Regions from separate parts of the Pan troglodytes genome. Here region 1 is linked to region 2. The links are chromatin contacts, called in public HiChIP or PLAC-seq maps. All regions are on one chromosome and are shown on one strand. The core of a region is the stretch at or near the end of the contact, and the rest is flanking DNA. Distances in the headings are between cores, read along the strand shown.

Region 1 (6,278 bases), core at 2,504-5,003, 250 kb after region 2:
TTGGCAATACCCATTAGTCATTCTGAACCCATTTTATTTGCAATGCAATAGCACTGCCCCACCATTTTCACTTTCCCAGCTCAAGAGTGTTGTGAGATTAGGGCCAGGCAAGCTATTTACTGGACGAGTAGAGCAGGAAGTGTTCTGCGTAAATGGCAGGAAAAACCAGCTATGGGTGCCTGCGCATGCTCTGCTCCCTAGGCTGGAGCACGACCCTTCTCTTATGGTTCAAGGCTCAGCTCAGGTGACACTGGATTGGGGAACTTTCCCTAACTTTCCCAGTCCACCTCCTCTCACTCTGTGGCACCTTCAGTGTTCCCATAAAGCCTGTGACACTTTGCTCCAACAGCATTCTTCCCACTGTCTTGTAATCGTCAGTGTTCATCTACTCCTCCACACTAGACTGCAAGCTCACTGAGCATAAGGATTCTGACTTATTTCTCCAAATCTCCAGCACCTAGTACAGGATTTGTCAAATAGTAGTCCTCCAACAAATGAGTCTTTTATAAGCAAATGAGCCTCACGTACTTTGGCTCAGAGAGGCAGCCAAGCTTTTTTGGCTTTGCCGACTTTCACGGATCTAACTTGAGGGCTTCACAGCACTGAACTTCAGTTTATCCCTGACCTCTGAGGAAAATGCCTCATAGAGGAAAGCAAGATTGGAAGGAGCAAGGCTGAAGCCTGTTATTTCCCTACACATTCAGTGGTCACGTCGAGTAATTTCTCCTCCAATATCTTCCTTGTACATTTTGGGCACCAGTTGGAACAGGTTACATAAGTAAATCAAAAGCCTCTTTTTGTATACCAGCTTTTATTTTTTTCCTGTAGCACTTCAGTTTCACTTAAAACAGAGCTAGGGGTGTGTGTGTGTGTGTGTGTGTGTGCATGCATGTGTGTATAACAGGTGTGAAATGGCTTCAATAATAGAAAAGTCAACACATGATTGAACAAATACAAGTAACTTCCACATTGCAATACGAGTGGATCTTAGGAGTGGTCCTGTAAATCTGCAGGAGTAAATTTTGTTAGTAATTTATTAATTCTAATTTCTAAAATATTAATTTATATGGATTTGTAAAAGGGAAATCATCACTTTGGAATCTCTGATCAAAGGGTAACTACTCTTTGAAAATGAAATATTCTTTTTAGACTCTCTGGAATGAAATCCTTCCCTGTTGTACGTGTACACACACATACACGCATACATAGAACAGGCTGCATACTGTTTCTGCTGATTGCCTTCAGATGGGCTGGTCTGTGTGTTCATCTTGATACTACCGAGTCTACCTATTTGAAATTTGACCTTAACTTTTTCAGGCACCAGTTCCTTTATAATTTTTATTTAATTGTAAATATAATACAACAGAATACAATGGAGAAAATCATATGTAAAACCAGTATCTTAACAGAATAGTTGCAATCTTTTTCAAATATTCTTTTTCTATGTTTTTAAGTGCATATAATTATAATTAATGGATACATTTGCAACTTTTTTTTTTTTAAACAACATGATTCTTTAAAAACTCAGACTTGCCTTTAGAAGAGTGGATATATGTAATACTATGTATACAGTATTTTCATTGCTGGTGTAGGAGTGTGATAACTGACGGTATCATCAATGACTTTAAAATTGCTAGCTGCATTTGGACATCTGCAATAACCCCTAAATTGTTTTTACTCTCATGAAGGAAAAATGAATTTTGCAAAACAGACAAGCAAAGGAAAAGGGGTCTTCTCCATCAGCAATGAGGTCTTACTTGCTTAAGCTATACTTGTCAACTAGGTTATGTCAGGTTTCATGATTGAAATCTCTTGTGGTTAACTCTAGTGTTAACCTAGGTAATATTTATTTTTCATGATTTATATAACTTGCTATTTCCTTCAGAGTTCAGTATTTATTTCCCCTGAACTTTTCATGGAAACTAATGATCTCAACAGTAGGAAAACAGTGTGTTCTTCCCCGCCTCCCCACCGCCCCCCCCCCCCCCCCACTTTGGCTTACGGAGTCTCAACATTAGAGACTTATTCTTAAATTTGGCACATTTTATAAAGACGCATTGGGAAGGCTAAAAGTTTCTTATATCTACTCTTCACAAATGTTCAACATAAATCTCACTAGGGACCGGGCACTCCTTGCTTACCAGTCTCCCTGGGTGAACTGGTGAGAGGTGGCCCTCAATATTTTTACTTTTTATTTGGTGAAGCAGGATCAATGACAATGACTTTTGTCATGTGGTAGGCAGTTAGATATGCAGAGCTTCTAGAAATAATGCAGACTGGGAGACTGGAATGCAGTTACAAGTGTGCCAATGAACATGAGACTTTTCTGCTTGATTTTTAAGCTAAGGTTGACTTACTCTCCTGACATTTAAGGGCCTCCTCTCCAATTCCCAGTCATCAGTAAAGGATGTGTACAGGGAATGACAATATTAGAACAAAAACAACCTGCAAGTAAATCGGATGCAAGAGTCTATGTATCTTGCAAGGAAATCTTTTGCACTTAATCACAACATGGCTCTCCTCAATACTACGGAGAACAGAATTGATTCAGATTGTTTTTAAGCCTGAACGTAAACAATATTGTCGCCTTTTCGGGTTTCAGCACCTCCTTATTCATCCATTTTCTTTTATGGGAAGGGGGTTGATGAGGTGTGTGAAGATGATAGAACGTGCCCCAGAAACTGAACAATGAAGAGACGCCTGTCATATCGGGGGTACCTAGATTCCTCTGAAAGGAAGCCCAGCTGAAGGAGCAGGATCACCACTTTATTTTAAAAACGTAACATGGCACATGTTGGTGCTCTATTAATCGAGCCTCGGGGGCCCAACAACGTGAGCATGGGCTGCCGCATGGAAGTTTGAGACCCTGTTGCTGAATCCTCGGGCCTGACGGTCTATCGCTGAAGACAAGACTTCCACAGAATCACAGTAAACGTTAACCTAAGCCATCAGAAGCCATTAACTCCGGTGACACTACATTTCAGCGAAACCTTCGCGACCCAACCCCTCGCTCCCTCTCGCCCAAACGCTGGGTCAACCCCACGAACTGGCGGTGGCAAGGCCCTGGGCACCGGTGAAGTTCTCGTGGCAGCGCAGATGGGCGACCTTCTCTTCTTTCGCGCTCAGACGGCGGCGGCAGCAGTACGCTTTCGGGCTGCTGGAGCCGGCAGCGGCGCGAGGCCGGAGCCCGGGCAGCCAGGCTGGGTGGGGGAAGGGCGGCGGCAGCGGAGCCGGGAGCGTGCGCGCGCACCTCACACTCCGCCGCCCGGGGACGCCCACTCGCGAGTCGGGGCCGGTAGGCCGGCCCGGGTCCCATCGCCCCCGCCCTCCGGTTCCTCTCCGGCGTGAGCCCAACGGGTGTCGGCCCAGCAGCTGCTGCGCTCACCAGGCCTGGGGAGGCAGGGTACGGGGACCGGGCCGCAGCCCCGAGCGGCGTGGGCGCGCTGCCTCTCTGGCAGCCGCCGCCAGAGCCAGCAGCTGCGAGCCACCGGAGGCGGCGCGGAGGAGGCCCCCACGGCCGGGCAGGAAGGAGACGCGGCCGACCTCTGCCCGCCCGAGGCGCGGCTGCTCCCGCGCGCCCAGGGCCTCCCGCAGCTCCAGGGCTGAGTGAGGAATGAGCCGGCGCCTACCCCGGGCTCTCGGAGCGTGGGCCCCGGCTCGGCTTCTTAGGCGCGGGGGCTCGGCCACTGCGGCCGGCGGCCTAGCTCGGGGAGCAGGCGCCGGGGTTCACTGAACCGGCCGCGGAGAGGAGGAGAAGGAGGAGGAGGAGGAGGAGGAGGAGGAGCTCGGCGGGGGCGGCCGCCGCGCCTCCCCTCCCCCAGGACACGCCGGGGCTTCTCAGTGGCCGCCGGAGGAGGAAGTTCCGCTCCCTGACAGACCCGTGCGGTAGCAACAGCGGCGGCGGCCGCGGCGGCTGGCCGGGCTCAGGTGTTTCGGACGCGATTGCCCTTCGCGCCAGCCGTCGAGTGGGCAGCAGCGGGACTCAGCCGGGCGCCAGGTTCGTGCCAGGCAGCGCCGGGAAGCGCGGGCGGCCGAGAACTCCTTCCTGCTACTTCGCCCAGCGCCGCTGCTTCGGCTTCCCAGCGAAGTGGGAGACCTTCCTCCCTGTTTGCAGACGTCCGTGGGAGACCCTTATTTTTTCCACCGCTAAGGTTAAGAGATTCTGGAATAGAAGCGTCGAAGGAGATCAAGTGAACCTTCTACAACTCCTCGGATGTCGCCAGTCTCCCTTTCGGGGCGGAAGACTACGTTTGAGCATCTCACTGAGGTGCAGGAATGGAAGAACCCACCTTGCAGCTTTTCTGCAGTGTGGCTTGCCTGATCTACCCCTAGGAATGAAGAGGAGGCTTGTAATTATCCGATGAAGTACAGATGTTAAAGAAGATATCGCAGGACCTAAACTTGTGATCGTTTGGGGGAGGTCACACACGTTTCTGAGTGGGAATGGATGGGCGTGAATGACGTGCCCTCTTAAAAAGCACAACAGTCCTTTAAGAGGAGCAAAATTGAGTTTTCCCATTTCGGCCAAGATTTTGAAGACAGTTCAATGTATTCTACATTTGACATAAGATGAGAACTTTCTAAAGTATTCTCTCCAAGAGCGTAAACGATGACTACCCCAGCCCTGCTGCCCCTCTCTGGACGTAGGATACCACCTCTGAACCTGGGGCCGCCCTCCTTCCCACATCACAGGGCTACCTTGAGACTTTCTGAGAAGTTTATTCTTCTCCTTATTCTTAGTGCCTTCATCACTCTGTGTTTTGGGGCATTCTTTTTCCTTCCAGACTCTTCAAAACACAAACGCTTTGATTTGGGTTTAGAAGATGTGTTAATTCCACATGTAGATGCCGGTAAAGGGGCTAAAAACCCCGGAGTCTTCCTGATCCATGGACCCGATGAACATAGACACAGGTTTGTTTATTTCAGAAGTTCTGGTACTAACATTTGGCAGAGCAAGGTACGGTGATTGGATCGAATCTGTCTTTTTTTTTTTCTTGCAGTAAAATGTAATTTTTCGAGTCGTAAATATTGTATTGTTACTTCAAGACTGGCTGAATAAAACCATAGACTGGAGGGACTCTACCTCCAGTCTATGGTAGAGTCCATAGACTGGTAGGACTGGAGTCCTACCTAAGTCGTTCTTCTCTTCGGTTTTATATAAGAAAAACATTTGCGTTCAGAGTTGTGTCTAATGTGGACATCTGGGAAGGGAGGTATGAAAACTTAACCTAAAGAAATGGTGACATAAGCTGTGCCTGCATTTATTAGTAACGTGTTGCAGTCAGTCATTGTGCCACCATGTGAAATCGAAGCATAGAACCTTGACAGCTCTTTTGGGTTTGCTCTCCCAGAGGGCTCTCGTTTTCTGGCTTGTAGTTGAAGCTTAGTAGTGAATCAGCTTTTTAGGATGACAAACGTGGGCAGAATGAATATACCTGTCATTTCTTAACGTGAAAATATCCTGATTTTTGTTCTTTTTTTGGGGATGTGTGTTGGTGCTCTATATGAAATCAGTTAAGTTAAAAGGTATTGAATCCTAAGTTATTGCACTTTGTGAGGCTTGTAGACAAGATTTATTTTTGTGAAACTTAATTTTGCTCTCTCTTTTAATGTAATAGATGGACTGTGTCAAGCAACTATTAGAATTTGGTTGATTAAGGGGTTCACATTCTTTCAGATCACTAAATCTAAAGTGAGCTCTGGGGAGAGCATAGCCAAACTAGGATAAAATGGGAGCTCTAGTTACAATTTTTATAATTTTTATATTTGTACTCAAGAGTTTGGGAAAGTAGTTGACTTTTCTTAAACCTGCCATCTTTTCCTTGTTTCTTAAAATAATTCTTGAGTATGTGGGAAAAAAAATCATGTGCTTGAATTCATTTCCCATCTGATGATAGTTTTAACTTTTTGTCAAGCACCGAAAAAGCTTAGGTTCACTTGTAAGCCTACATTAAATATTTGGGAAAATGCACTGTTTTATGAGAACTGGTTTTTCTTTTTTTCTCAACCTAGTTAATTCATTACTTGTGTGATGGTTCTTTGACTTTTGGATGAATTTTATGGAGTAGTTACTTCTAATATTGTTTCATGCCATTCTTTTGTAACTAAGTTAATTTGGAATTTTTGCCATTTTCGACTACTGTACTCCTGTATTTGTTTCTTTAATTTTGCACTTTGCTTGTTGTGACTTTAAGAAAACACTAATATGATCTGTGAAATATGTTACTGAAAAATTAACGGTGAAAGTAGTTTTCCTTGAAAATCTTATTTCCCATGGT
Region 2 (6,864 bases), core at 3,127-5,626:
GAGCCGTTCTACCACCACCCTCTTGGTGATGAGGATCTCCAAGTCTGAGCCGCTGGTCAGCAAGTGCTCGGTGAACTCCACTCCAGTCCGCATGTCTGCCAGTAACTGTTCCAGCTGGGCCTTCTGCAGCTGCAGGGAATTTTCCTTCTGGGCCCGTATGTCTTCCAGCTGCTTCAGCAGCTTGTCCCGATGCTCCTCAATGGCCTTAATGTAGCCCTCCGAGAATGTCCGGACATCAGCTGCCACTGCCTCCACTTGCTTCTGGAGGGCACTGTTCATTATGTGGATCTGAGCCAGGGCTTCCTCCAGGGCCTCCACGTGGGGCTGAGTACCTTTGAGGAGCTCCCACACAGAGTCCCCATGCTTGTGGATGACATTGCTGGTGAAGTCGCAGGGGTGTTCCCGATGCTCCCCCACCACACAATCCCGGCACACGGGCCGGTCACAGAACTCACAGAACAGCCTCAGTTCCTCTGCAGGGTGAACAGGACACAGGATGGGCTTCCCAATCCGGCTGTAGCCTTTCAAGTCTTTTAGGTCCACCATGGTGTGGTAAGTCGTTTTCTTCTGCCGCCTAGGGGCAAACAGAATCAATAACAGGAAATAAGGGGATAATTCTGTTGGGAATAGTTGGGCAGAGAGATTTTAGGAGCACAGGATCTGAAGTTAAACAAACCTGATTTCAATTCCTTGCTCTAATCTCTAATTGCATGATCCTCTCTGATTCCAGTTTCTCGTCTGTACAGTGGGGACAATACCTACCTGAAAGAGCTGTTGTATAGAATAACATGTGAACAGACTAGGGCTCTGGCTGGCTACATGCCTATGCAGAAGGTTGCAAGACTATGACTGCATGCTAGAACTTTCCCAAAGAGTTTAGACAAGAGTCACAGTCGGCTTCCTAAGGTAAGCTAGCAGTGAGGGCATGGCAGAAAACCAGCACCAAGAAACAGAAACCATGCCAGATAACACAGCAATAAAGTCCAAGCAATTAAAAAGCAGACACCAAGTCTCATCTAGCTTGCATCTAAGATTTTGGTGAAGCATTTCTGTTGACCTGTATCACTCAAATCAGCAGGCTAGAATTTTTTTCAAGAGACATCGTCAACATCATTAGAAAGCGTGAAACCGGCCGGGCGCGGTGGCTCACGCCTGTAACCCCAGCATTTTGGGAGGCTGAGGTGGGCGGATCAACTGAGGTCAGGAGTTTGAGACCAGCCTGGCCAACATGGTGAAACCCTGTCTCTACTAAAAATACAAAAAATTAGCCAGGCGTGGTGGCATGTGCCTGTAATCCCAGCTACTGGGGAGGCTGAGGCAGGAGAATCGCTTGAACCTAGGAGGTGGAGGTTGCAGTGAGCGGAAATTGCGTTGTTGCACTCCAGCCTGGGCGACTACAGCCAGACTCCATCTCAGAAAAAAAAAAAAGAGAAAAGAAAGTGTGAAACCAATGGTTAGTAGAATCAAAGCTCTCTTTCTAATTCCTTTCCTATAGTAGCCCTCTAGAGATGTAGGGAAATCCTTAGAAAAACATGGTGACTGTTCAGAGTTCCTCCATTAGCATTATATCAATTTGAAGCTTATATGCCTATTCTGGCACCAGAAGAGTGGCTGCAGAGAAAATAGGGTTAGCTGGTTTGGCTGGCAGCAAGACAGTCGCAGGAACTATCACATAATTACAAGTTAAAAATAGAGTGAAGTCTACAAACTTGTTCTGTTAGTGTAGCCACAAAACAAATGGAAGTAGAACCCGAAATCTATTTTAGGCTAATCCTAAAACTGTGGTCATTTTATATTCTGGTGTCCTAGGATGGGGTAAGGTAGAGTACGAAGGGACAAAAGTGATCCATCTGACAAACTGTTCACCAAATGCCATAAAAGACATAGTCTGCACCCCAATTAACACCTACCAGCCCATCTCACCAAGCTCCAGAGTAACTCTAAGGTACAAAGCAAAAGCTGAGGTCCGGCCAATCATCATCACCTATTCTAGGAGCATAGCATGGGTTACTGGAATGTAGTCAAAATGATCTGGATTTAATACTCTGTTCTGTTACACACTTACCAACTGTAGGACCTTGGCAAATCACATAATATTGCTGAGCTTGTTTCCCCAATTAATAAATGGGGGCGAAAACAGGGCCTGCTTTTCTGTAAGAGTTGCAAGATCGAAGGAGATCAAGAACAGGATCTATGCTGTTATATTCATTCTCCTGTTTCTCCAGCACCCAGTACAATTATTCACTACACGAATGACTGAAGGAAACTGTAGCTGCACTTTGTAAATTGAAAGGGTTTATTGCTATTGCTATATTAGGCTACTATATTAGGGTTAACTGTTGTACTGGAGTATTTGCTATTGCATTGTTATATTGCTCTTTGACCTTCCACGGTATTTGAGAAGGCTTTCCTTTTCATCTGCTCACCGAGGGATTTGTCTTGACACCTCTTTGTAATCTGCTCTTAAGCTACACCTGATGGAGTGTCCCATCTTTACCTATGAGCCTGGCAGCAGAAGTGGCAGAGGTTGGCTTTGCAGGTCTGACACCTCTTCTCTACTTCCCTGTCGTTGCACAGGTCACACACCAGGCCCTGGCCTTCCCCACGTAGGCTCTCCGGCATCACATCATTCACGGCCAGGTGGTCTATGGTTAAAGCCTTCACTCCACCCATGGGCAGGTCCACCTGAGCATCACATACCGGACAAAGGATGCCGATCTGCGACTGCAGACTTCGTGGCTTGAGTTCCTGGAATATTGACCCCTCAGAGCTTGTGTCAGAGTCTCCCCCTCGGATGTCCACTACTGAGAAGGGCTCCAGCTGCTCCAGACACGTGGTGCAAACTGTATGCAAACAAGGCAAGAGCCTGGGGGCTTTGAAAAGCCCCAAGCACAAGGGGCAGTGAGTCTTGGCTGAGTTCCCAAGTGCAGTCCCACTAGGGAGTTTGCTTACAAAGCCCAGCAGCGGTTTTCTGTTTTCTGACATACTCCTCACGTTTGTGACCAATATTAGAAAGGGCCCTGGGCAGTTCTACGATGTAGTAGCAGGTGATTAAGCCCACCCAAAGAGAAAGTTTCCAGAACTTGAACAGAGACCATGGGGACTCCCTCGCTGACAAATAAAAGGGCAGACAGGAAGACGAGGCTTCCTCGAAGGAATCACCCACAGATCTACTCAGGAGGGCCCCCTCCTTTCCACTGCATCCCATACCAGACACGCCCACGCCCTCCTCTGCCCCGCAAGTCCTCCCCGGATGCGCTTCCAGGTCTAGCTCTCCAGCTAGTCCTGCTGCCAACAAAGTCACCCCTGCACCTCTCGCTCCCTCCACTGCCACCCCCCTCCCGCCGCCCGCCCCACTGCGCGCCACACGCGACAAGGGCCGACCCCGCCCGCGCACGATGAGGTAGAGGCCCTCTTGCTCCTTCCCTCTGCGAAAGGCGCGCGCCGGGTGACGGAATTGCAAGCCGCCGGCGGGCTTCTCGGTGTCCACCGCCTCCCCCGCGCCTCGGCCCGGGACGCCCGCGGTTCTGGCCCCTCCTCACACCAATCCCAGCCCGGTCTACTCCGGCGAGTCCAATCACCGTCCGAGAGGGGCGGCCCTCGCCGCTCCGGGCCCCGCCGCCCTCCAGAGTGACGCCACTAAGCATCCAATAAGTTTTGGAAATTCCACATCTTCGCCAGTCCACTCACGCGGGGGGCGGGACCTGACACGGCCGTGGGCGGGGCGGCCGAAGGGCTTAGAGTGCGGCGGGAGGAAAAGGCCAAGGCTCGGAGCGAGGCGGCATAATGTAGTCAGCGTCACCGTTTCACAGGGACTGTCCCTCTCTCTGTGGTGACCAGAGAGGCCTCAGGACCTCTTAAAAAGCCACGCTGATTTGGCGCCGGGACGGCCTTCTTTCTGCCCTCGGACTCGTCCCACGAACGCAGACTGGGTTCTCCCATTGGTGGATGGCACTGTCAGTTGGCTCTGCGCTGGGAGTGGGAGACGTTTTTCGGGCTCCCGAGGTCTCGGCCGCTCGGGGGCGCCAGACGTTTCTCCTCCACGCGGGTTTGAGGCTGCGAGGCTCCCCTCTGTCCTCAGGCGCTTACTGTAGCTCACAGGTCCCTCAGGCCTAGCGTGCTGGGTACAAGCACTCCCGCGGCTCCCCGACTTTGGGTATTTTTCGGGGGTGAGGGCATCTCAGGCTCGCGTTACGGGGACCGGTTCGGGAGACCGTGGAGCCGAGGTGTCGAATGGAGGGCTTACTTCGGCCGGGCCAGGGAGCGCCACCCTCCTTGTCGGGTTCGGGAAGGCTTTGTTTTCCGGTCCGGGGGGAGTGCAGATGACCTAAGGAGTTGAATGTCACCCGGGATTCCACAGTCCTGTGTAACAGAAACGAGCTGAGCGAGTTGGACCCGCTGTTTTTATCAGTCAATCACGGAGGGCTCCTGCCTGGTCACAATGAGACAATGGACGGTGGCAATGAGGGACAAGCCCTTTGTGGGATCAAAACTAATTGGGAAGATGAACACGTCCGACCCCTTTAACTTTATAATTACACGGCCGCCTTCTCTGGCCTTACCAGGCGTCTCCTGATTCTCCAAAATTCCAAAAATGGAAACAGCTGCTCCTTTCCCCTCCACCTGTTGTTATCTCCAGTTGCGTCAGCTTGTCTACTGGGCCCTCACTGCTTTCTTTGTTCATGACCTTCCCTACTTAATTTGGACCCAGTGGGCGACTGTTTCACTTGATTCCTTCATTATCTGTTTCATGCTATAGGCATAGTGTCTGGAGCCTAAGCTTTTAAAAGTATGGAATCTGAAAAAAAGTTAACCCCAAAATATGAAAAAAAAAAAAAAAAACCACTATAAAATATAAAAACGAAATGTTTGGCCATTTCCAAAATATAACACGCCAATGAGTCAAATGCCACCTTTATATAAAATGTGCAAGTAATTTCCAAATGTTAAGCATATCTCCAAAGATTTTTAAATAGTCCTTACCTAGATTTTTTTCAGCCTTTTGTCCTTCTTGCATCTACTCTCAAAATCTGCATTCGCCTCTCCAGTAGGCTGGAGGAAGTCACAAAAACTGTGTGGACTTGGGTTTGCTGTATATTCTTGCTTTGAACTTCACCTTTACCCTCCCTGCTGCTTGGCTGTGCTTTACTTCATCTCTTGTTCATGCTGTATCACATTTCTTGTGGTAGTAGTTTCAAGCTTCTCTTGTTTCAGAAGTACTTTATAATTTACACGTGCAATATCTCATTTAGCAGTATCTCATTCAACCCTTAACAATAGTGTAAGGAAATGGCCTCAAAGAGGTCTTGCCAGGTCTTGGATGGCCAGCCCAAGTTAACATATCTGGAACTTGAACACAACCTTATGATGCCATATCTAAGATTATATCCGGGCTACCTCTACCTTTCCCTTTTTTTTTTTTTTTTCTTTTTTTGAGATTGAGTTTTGCCCTTGTTGCCTAGGCCGGAATGCAATGGCAGGATCTCGGCACACTGCAACCTCCACCTCCAGGGTTCAAGCGATTCTCCTGCCTCAGCCTCCCAGGTAGCTGGAATTACAGGCATGCACCACCACACCTGGCTAATTTTTTGTATTTTTAGTAGAGACTGGATTTCACCATGTTGGGCAGGCTCCTCTCGAACTCCTGACCTCAGGTGATCCACCCGCCTTGGCCTCCCAAAGCGCTGGGATTACAGGCGTGAGCCACCGCGCCTGGCCACCTCTACCTTTCCTTTCTCAGTTTCTTAAGCATCAAATCCCTCACACATGCTGCAGCTAATTCTCTTCCATTGATGAGAAAAACAAGGTTGTCTGAAGAACTGCCTCGCCTTTCTACTTAAAAAATCCATGATTCCTCACACCTCCTCTCTTACCTCTCCTGACTGCCATTCTTTAGTGCCAAGATTAGTTCCTCAAGATTTTTGTTTTTTATCCCAACCTCTCCTGCTTCCTCAAAACCTTATTCCTATGTTTCAGTCAGTCAGTTTTTCTGCCAAGAGTTCTGATGAAGTCCTGAAAGGGGAAGCAAATCGTCTTTTGATCTAGCTCCCCTTCAACGTATTAATAGTGGTGGTTCTCGCCGCTATATTTCTCAAAAGGGTGGTCTCACTGTCTGCTTTCATCATCTTTTTATAACCATCACCACCGATTTATTCCTCCCCTCTTTCCTATTGAGACTTTCTTGTAGATCATGAGTGACCATATTGCTGGCCTTTTCTCAATAGGCAATCTCTTTAGTATTTACCATTTTTTGTACTTCCTCATCCTTAAAACTTGCCTCCTCCTTGACTTCTGAAATACTCTACTCTCCTAACCTTCTATCTCTTGGGCTGCTTCTCACACCCTCCATCCTCACTAGTTCCCCTTCCTCCACTTTATCTCCTACCTTTGCGTCTACATTTCCTCATGTGGATGATTCCCAGACCAACGCTTCCAGTACTGATGTCTCCCCTGAGCTTTTGACATAGATTTCTAAATCTGCACTCAAATATGTTCCTATCACCAAGTCCCACATAGCTTAAACTTCACTGAACTTCTTTGCTCACTGAACTGCACTCTCTGAATTTTCCTATTTGATTCTCTCCAGAGTATCATCATTCTCCTTTCCCTCCTGCATGAAACCTAATAGTGCTGCTGGCCTCCTTTCTCTTGTTCCATATCCAGGCAGACACCGATTTCTTTCCATCCCCACTGCCAACACCTCACTGCATACACTTTTTAAGATGCTATAGCTCTTTATCACCCTCACCTTAAGTATCACAATAGTGTCTGAATTATCCCTGCCCTTTATTTTTTTTGATCTACACAGTTCTTCCAAATTAATTGTAAAAACATATAAAAACATGATACAAGTCAGTCTTCATT

Evidence for each region. HiChIP or PLAC-seq counts read pairs in DNA pulled down with a chosen protein or histone mark.
Region 1: a contact with region 2 is called in an H3K4me3 HiChIP or PLAC-seq map of stem cell-derived excitatory neurons, with 4 times the contacts expected there. The contact joins the promoter of MAN1A2 here to the promoter of TRIM45 in region 2. A contact is called at or near these places in 1 of 7 Hi-C or Micro-C datasets (stem cell-derived neural progenitor cells) and 1 of 1 datasets of contacts at active chromatin or transcription factors (stem cell-derived excitatory neurons).

The regions. Positions count from the first base shown.
Region 1 is chr1:114,590,492-114,596,769 of NHGRI_mPanTro3-v2.0_pri, forward strand. MAN1A2 (mannosidase alpha class 1A member 2) reads left to right here and starts at 3,754. Exons shown (of 13, transcript XM_513685.8): 1 at 3,754-4,911. The coding sequence starts at 4,610.
Region 2 is chr1:114,344,827-114,351,690 of NHGRI_mPanTro3-v2.0_pri, forward strand. TRIM45 (tripartite motif containing 45) reads right to left here and starts at 4,377. Exons shown (of 8, transcript XR_010152714.1): 1 at 3,691-4,377; 2 at 2,498-2,843; 3 at 1-574.